Regions from separate parts of the Mus musculus genome. Here region 1 is linked to region 2. Evidence: chromatin contacts called from public HiCAR-type data. All regions are on one chromosome and are shown on one strand. The core of a region is the stretch at or near the end of the contact, and the rest is flanking DNA. Distances in the headings are between cores, read along the strand shown. Region 1 has its middle 7.8 kb from the start of Gm36834. Region 2 overlaps Rad51b (RAD51 paralog B).

What was found. HiCAR-type assays count read pairs that join an accessible place to other places.
Region 1: a contact with region 2 is called in a HiCAR-type map of fibro-adipogenic progenitors, with 4 times the contacts expected there. The contact joins two enhancer-like sites. A contact is called at or near these places in 4 of 115 datasets of contacts at active chromatin or transcription factors (bone marrow-derived macrophages, embryonic basal ganglia, embryonic stem cells and 1 more).

What each region holds. Positions count from the first base shown.
Region 1 is chr12:80,009,947-80,013,571 of GRCm38.p6, reverse strand. No RefSeq gene overlaps it. Among named protein-coding and RNA genes, the nearest start is that of Gm36834, 7.8 kb to the left of the region's middle. Within about 2 kb of position 1,366, at least 49 of the 459 cell types and tissues checked have an H3K27ac peak or open chromatin away from gene starts, as enhancers often do. A contact at or near this core is called in fibro-adipogenic progenitors, where this site is marked.
Region 2 is chr12:79,728,285-79,732,130 of GRCm38.p6, reverse strand. All of the region lies in intron 8 of Rad51b (RAD51 paralog B), which reads right to left. Among named protein-coding and RNA genes, the nearest start is that of Gm36048, 69 kb to the left of the region's middle. Within about 2 kb of position 1,865, at least 15 of the 459 cell types and tissues checked have an H3K27ac peak or open chromatin away from gene starts, as enhancers often do. A contact at or near this core is called in fibro-adipogenic progenitors, where this site is marked.

The DNA of each region.
Region 1 (3,625 bases), core at 117-2,616, 280 kb before region 2:
GGAGCAGGATGGGAACCATATTTATGATGCTTAATTCAACAATTGCTAAAGGAAGGAGTAATGACTTCCAGGGGTTCAGGGCCTTTGTGTTTCCATAGCCTATGACAGTTTTGTGGTGTAAGCAAAAGTTATTAGAAAGCACAGGACTAGCTTAATGAAGAAAGGTATCTGTTGAATGGGGAGGGATTGCCTCTTGACAGGAAAGTCTGACTTGTTGGCTTTGGGACTCTGAAGTCTGGGCTTTCCCGGAAAAGTGTTGGAAGAGATTCTCTTTAGCTTGTTGTGTTTGACGACTGGAACTGGAAGTGTGGGTTTTGGAGAGACCACCAAATGGCTTTCTAGAGATCCATGGCTTTGTACTTCGCAAAAGTATCTGACCTCTGGGTAAGAAAAGTCACCTAGTTAGTTAGATTTCATGGAGACAGAGCCTTGGAGACCCAGCACAGGACCTGCGACTCTGTGATGGGTTTGAATTTTAGTTGCTATCTGGATGGAACTAGTCATTAATAACTCTTATGTTTCAGTTGCTTGGATGTTGGAAATTGGAATAGTGTCCTCTCTTTAATCTGCATTGGAGCAGCGTCCTCTCTTCAATTTGCTGGCGTGAGGAGGAAGACAGAAGAAGCACAAGGCAGGGCAGGATGTATAGACCTACTAACGTCTCCCAGCCAGAAGCCTGGCTCACACTTTTTCAATGGATGAGAGGGCCTGGCTACTTGAGGACCATGATGTCTAAGGATGAAGAGGAGTCAGAGAGGGGCCTGGTGTATGTTACTGCCCGTTGTCCGGATAGTCTCCAACCTTGCTCTCCCTAGTCATCATCCGCACAGCTCTCAGAATCATTACCAATCACAATCCTTTCCTACTTAGGAAACTCCCCTCCCTGTTCAACTCAGACAAAAGGCACTCTTAACCAACCACTTGCTTGCCCTATCTTCTTTGCATCTTTCCAGATACTCTTGGTTCTGGGAGGTGAACCCCAGACACAGTTTAGAGACTGTCTTCTCTGCCCTGCCTATTCTCTTTCCTCTACCTCTGCTAAACCTCCCTCAATGGCCCCCCCCTTTTTTTTTTGAACTAAGGTTTCATGCTTTCGCAGGTCTTGTCAGACTTGCCCCAGATGACGATGAATACCCATGAGGTTTTTGAAATCCCATCCCATCCCTTGACCCCTTCAGTAACTAAATAGTAGTAACCCTAAGAACTAACTGTTTGAACCTAATATTCTTGATAAAAACCAACTTGACCTGATTTGGGGAGAAACTAAAGTGAGGCTGGAGCTGGGAAACTAACGGGTGGAGGTTTACTGAGCATGTCCGTGACACAGACAGAAATAGAACCCTACGACCCGACTCCCCTCTGCCTGGGGTTTACAGTGACATCTTAGCTTGCCTATCCCAGAATAGCCTCTCCCAGGCTGACCAGCTGTGAAGTGATGTGTTGCAAAGGTTATTTTTTGCCTTGGCTTAACTCTTAAAAAAAAAAGAAAAGAAAACACCCCAAACTCCTAAACCCAGCCTAAGAAAATTCATTTCTCACAAAGCTATCCACTTGCCAAGTTTAAACGGGACCCATTACATCATGAGTGCTTTCAGGCCACATTCTCCACTTAAGACGGCACTCTGGTACCTGAACTGAGTTCAGAAATCACAGTTTTTCGAAAGAAACAGATCACTAAGTCACTCGACTGGACTGAAGCTGTTGACATTGCTTATTTGGAGATACCAAGCATTGACTGATGTCCTTTCAGTCATGTGGCCCTACACTAGCCTGCAGCTATGTAACAACGGGTATGGTCATCAAAGGCCTGGAACTCAAGGAGCTAATGGAGAGGGGCAGAGAGGGTGTCCAGGAGTTGGTTTGTGGAAATCGATTGCTGAGTTTTCCAGAATTTTACAAGTTTCGTTGCTAGAGGCAGCCATTATTAGTTAACACTCAAAACCCAAATTGTAGATGCTACAGCCTAATCACATGCTAATTTGTCTTACCACAGTTTGTTCTGTGCCTCTAGAGTTCCACAGCCATTGTTGTATATATGGGCTTGTTACTGTGAGCCAACCTCTGTGCCTCCGCATTCGGTGTCATGACACTAGCAATCTAACTCAGCTGTGATGAGGATATTTACACCAGAGAAATTGGCAAACTGCTATGGGCTTGATGTTTTCCCTTTTTCCAGCATCAGCATCCAGAGTTAAGAAAAGGAGAGACTCAAGGAAGCAAATGAACACTAATAAGGTAGATTTAAAGTAGAAGCACATTGCAGCTCTTGTGAGTAATGTAGAAGCACTTGGAAGCTCTAGCACTGACATTGTAAACAACCTAAAACACAGAGGCAACATTTTTCCAGTTTTCAAAAAATATTATCCTACTAGGTGGAGTCAAGTAAACTATGAAGAAATGAGGTTTTGAAATGCTCTTGTATGTAGCATAATGACCGATGCATTCTGAGAAATGTGTTGGGCAATTTCATTGTTGGATGACTTATGGAGTCAAATTGAGATGGCTACAGTGTCACTCTGACAGGATTCTGTTGTAGCTGTGGAGTGATTTTTGCCCAAACATTGCTATGTGGCATGTATCCATGTGTTTTTTGCTGTTTCATGTTCCTCTTACTCATTATTTTAGCAAATTGTCAAACAGCAATCATTCCTGATTCATGCAAATTAGTTGTTAAACCTTTATTAGCATACTTCTGGGAATTAATGTGCATGGATCTCTGCCTTGTGGTTCTAGATGGAAGAACAGTATAGAATAGCTATGTAAATGAATTATTTATTCTAGCTAGCCCTTATAAAAGACACAGACACCTGTTCTTTTCTTTACAAGCTGTAAGCCAGATTGGGCAGGTTCTATGCTATTCTCACCTATCATATGCCCCTTGTTACTTACTTTTGAGTGTCACCCAGGCTGCTTCTGCTCCATCAGCCTGTCCTCAGGGTGCGCTTCTGGCCATGTGATCATGATCTTTCTGCTTTCATGGCGACCTCCTCCTCTATGTCTTATTCTTACTTCTCTCCCCCTGTTCTCTCCTGAGTTCTATCACTTGATCTTTAAGTCTCTTCCTCTCTTTACTGCCCAATCACAGGCTCTAGCCTTTAATTAACCAATCAGTTTACACAACAAAGGCCGGTTTACATGAGAATACACTCATCTGAATGACAACCAGATCTTGGGGTCCAGAATTTAGCATTTGTATATATAACACCAGGCCAGCCCTCAGCATACCACAACTCAGCAATTAGGAACATGTTATAGGGGAACATGTACTAGCTACTGGGAGAAAAGCCACACAGATGATGTAACTCATAGCCAGCACTAGAGACTGCCATTAGAGTAGAATGTGGAAAATAAGACAGACATGTATAACTGAGCATATCATTGGCTAGAATTAGGGTTAGATGGCAGAAAAGCCAAAATCGCTGCTAAAACTCAGAGTGAGGATTAATGTTGTATTTATAGTCCCTTGGAGTTTGTAAAGGCCTTCCTCCCTCATGAGCTCATGTGATCACCAGAACTGTGGGACAGATGAGGAAGCTGGATAACAGCTGTTGCATCATACCCATTTTACAGATGGGAAATGGAGGTACCAGGAAGTTGCAGAGTTTGCTCATAGTTAGCTTTCCAC
Region 2 (3,846 bases), core at 616-3,115:
ATTGCAAGTAAAGAAAGCTTGTTCTTACCGCTGGCTGTTTGAACTGCCAAGAATGTTTTCGGCCCCACTGATTTACCAAGCAACTTTTGATTACTGTCGGATGAGAGGACTGACTGAGGCTGCTGGGCTGAATCTCTCTAAGAGCTGGGGTTGGCAAACTTCTGGTAAGAGGTGGTCTCTGAAAGCTGGGGCGCCGTGCAGTGCATCATACAACGTACATCCCTGTCTGAGGTATTAGCAAGTGTTCTGGCTTTTCAAAAAAAAAAAAAATCTCCTGTACTTCTCTGCAGCATGTCCCCAACAGAGAACATTAGGTCATCAGGAAAGTCTGAAAGACTGTCCTGACACTAGGACATGATGCTAGTCTTCTCTTACATGATGCGATCGATCCACTGGTAAAGATCCCATGAAGCTTAGTGAAAGACTCCAGGTATTCAACTTATAACCTAGAACACAAAGTACAAAGTAGGTGCTCAACAAAATATTGTGCTCTTCGTAGTTTAAGGGTTAAGGTAGGTTCATGAAACAAAACCAGAGGCAGGATGGCTTCGAGTATCTCCAAAATTATGACCAGGGAAAACAGGTGTTACCGAGGCTTTTAGGTGAACAACCATAAAATAACAATACCCTTACAGTTTGTAAAACTCCGTAGGTTTCTCCAATAGCTCTGCAGTGGATATATATGAAATGAGCAGGTTTCTGTCTCTTTAGTTCAGGAGTAGCCAGGATCCCTCTATATTAAGAATCAGAACCTTGCCAATGTGTTGGAAGCATCATCTCACAACCTCCTCCCCCAACGTTAATCTTTTATTTTCAACTTGGTGACTTTCACTTAAGCCAGTGTCAACACTTCAGAAACCCTACCAGATTTATAGATTAAGACTCTCCAAGCCAATATAAGGCCCACAATTCTCTTGTGTTTCAGTTACCTAATGCCTTAAGTCATTCGACAAATGTTTACTAAGTGCCAGTTATATATGCCAAGCAAAGACACAAGGAGTAGAAAAACAGTCAGGAGTGAGACAGACCAGTCTTTATAATGGCAGGCACACAAGGGACTGTGAAAGGGCTTCTGTGGTGAAGTGGACGGTATTCTGGACATGTAACTGTGGGTCACATCCAGGGCTATACCTGAGGTCTGGGAAGATGTCCCCACGAAAGCACTATGGAGAGAGATAAAGGCACAATGACCTGAGTTATCAATGAGAAAACAAAACCATTGTTTAATTATTACAGTTTGTTTGCCAGACTCAAACCTTCCAAGTGTGTGTGTGTGTGTGTGTGTGTGTGTGTGTGTGTGGTGGTCTGCAAAGAAATGTGGAAGTTTGGAAAGCACTGCTCTAGTGGGGCACTGGAGGGTGTGGGCAGGGGGGCATTCAGTATTACTATCATACATGCACAGATCACAGAACACCCTTGAACTAGACAGGGTTCTGATTTGCCTTTCAGCCCTCTCCAGACAGAGACCGAAGCATTGTGCAAGTTTGAGGCTGGTTAGTGCTTCATAATAAAACTTTTTTTTTTTTTAAAGAAGGGGGACAGGCAGGGAAAAGACCCTCGAATCCTGTTTCTTGAAGTGCAACTTCCTGTTATCAGCCACAGCTCGGTGGGCTTTTAAGTACAGAGTATTAACTAGCTCTTGGTTGCTAAAGCAGCTTCATCTCCACTAACCTTTACACACTATGACTATGTCAGTTTTTCCAAGAAGGAGGAATGGATGGAAAGCCAGGCCACATCTTAATAAGGCCCTGGTGAGCTAATGGGTGTGATTATTTCATTGTCTCGGATTCATGCCAGCCTAGGCTCATCAGATACAGGCACAATCCAGGAGAAACATGACCTCACTCGTGACATGGGGCTGTGTGCACAGATGCCAGCAGGAATTTAGTGATCCCTCAGCGCAGGTAAAACTCAACTCTTTATGGTTGCAGCTAATGAGAAGCACACCAAAGTTACCTAAAACAGTAAAGCTAATATTGACATTAGCGTACTAGATATGTTGGGGTAAGGGAAGCCAGGAAAAACTGCTGAGACCATCTGTGCTAAGTGTGTCGCATCCATAATGAGGCACATATTTAAGATAAATTGCCATCTCTTTAAATGATTAAGTGCCAGATTTATGGAAAGCTGCAGCCCTACCAAGACCACAGGGTTGCTAAGTGGTCTAAGGCTATAAAGGTGAGACTCTCACAATTCTGGTTGTGTCACAAAACATTCACTGACTTGCAAAGCCTTTCTGTGTCTCAGTTTCCCAGACAACAGGAGAGCAATCCCATTCCTTAAACTGCACAGCTTTGAGTATAGTAGACTTTTGCAAATCAGGAATGCACATTTTTTTTTCAAGAATGAACTCTCTCAGACCCTTTCCATGGTACCATCTCAACAGACACTGGAACACACTAGGAAGTACGGTTCAAGGCTCCACACATTTTAATTGCACTTCAGAGCATGTGCACTCACTAGTCATTCAACGTTTCCTCCTGAGCATCTCGTATGCACCAGAGTCAGACCCTGCTGTAGGCACGAGAGATATGATAGTCTGAAAACAGACTGCTTGGAATCTGGGATTTAGCTTACTGGTATAGAACAAAACAAAATGGCCTGAGGGGGAAACAGACTTCTCTGCTCTAATGGAGCCCAGGGTTTGCTGAGGAGCGGCACCAAGGTTGAGATTTATTCCTTTGTGTGTCATGTGACATTGGACAACTTTGTTTCCTTATCTGTATAATGTTGTCCAATGTTGTATGGAATAATGAACTTCTGACACATATAAGTTAGCCAGTAAGAGTTGATTCTTTCCTTCCTCTCTGCAAGAGACACGCAAGGAAAACAGCAAACAAAAACAAAATGGTGTTCTCAGTTTCTTTTCTTCAAGTGAAAGATGCTTTACAAATGCAAATAACCAAGCCACAACCAACTTTTCCCCTACAATAGGCAGTGTGGTAAGAAGAGCTGTAGTTTGGGGACCACAGAGTCAAAAGCTTGACACTTATGTGAGGCTTTGAGTAGATTACTTAAACATCTCTGGGCCTTTGTGTCCTCATCTGTGAAATCACAGATGTGAGAATTAAATACAAATGTTGCTTTTATTTCCTCAGAGGAAGGGATGAGGAGAGCCATACCCAAGCTGTGTGAATACGTGGCTTGTGCTGAGCTCAGAGAGTTTCTATCTAACTATCCCTAGACCTAGAAGCATCTAGCCTTTGTACAACAAATCTCCTACAAGCCTGGATCTCGAAGGCTTCAGTTTCCAGCCTCTGTCTCTTAACCTAGGCCTAGACTGTTTTCAGCCTCCAAGACTTACTGCTAAATAAACTTACTCTTTCTAGCTCTTTCTGAACTCCTTTCTGGCTGGCTCAACTCAGCTGTTCTGGCTCAAACAACTCTACAAGCTGTTCTGGCTCAAACAACTCTACAAGCTGACTGACTCAAACTGACTTCTCTTGGTTTCTGACTGAATTGCTCTGCTTGGTAAAAATGCCTCTGAATTCCATGAACTGAACTGCACTGAACTGGACGGCACTAACTCAGCTGAACTCAACTGTATTCTCTCTCTGCACTGCTCTTAAGTAGTCTCTTTCCTATCTGTTCTCTTAAGAGTTAGGCGTATCCTATCTCTGGCTCATTCTGACAAATCTTTCTCTGAGTTGTCACTTTGTCTGTCCCTCAATTAGATGTCAAATTCTAGCCAGAGGGATGAAAGGTGTGTATTCCAGCCAGATCAACAGACGTAGAAGGTCTCTGGATGTGATCCTTTGCCAGAGCAGGATTGTTGCTGGATTAAAATTCCTCTATATCTAAGAAAGAGGAATACAACCTGTCTAGGATAATCAGGAGGACCAGCAG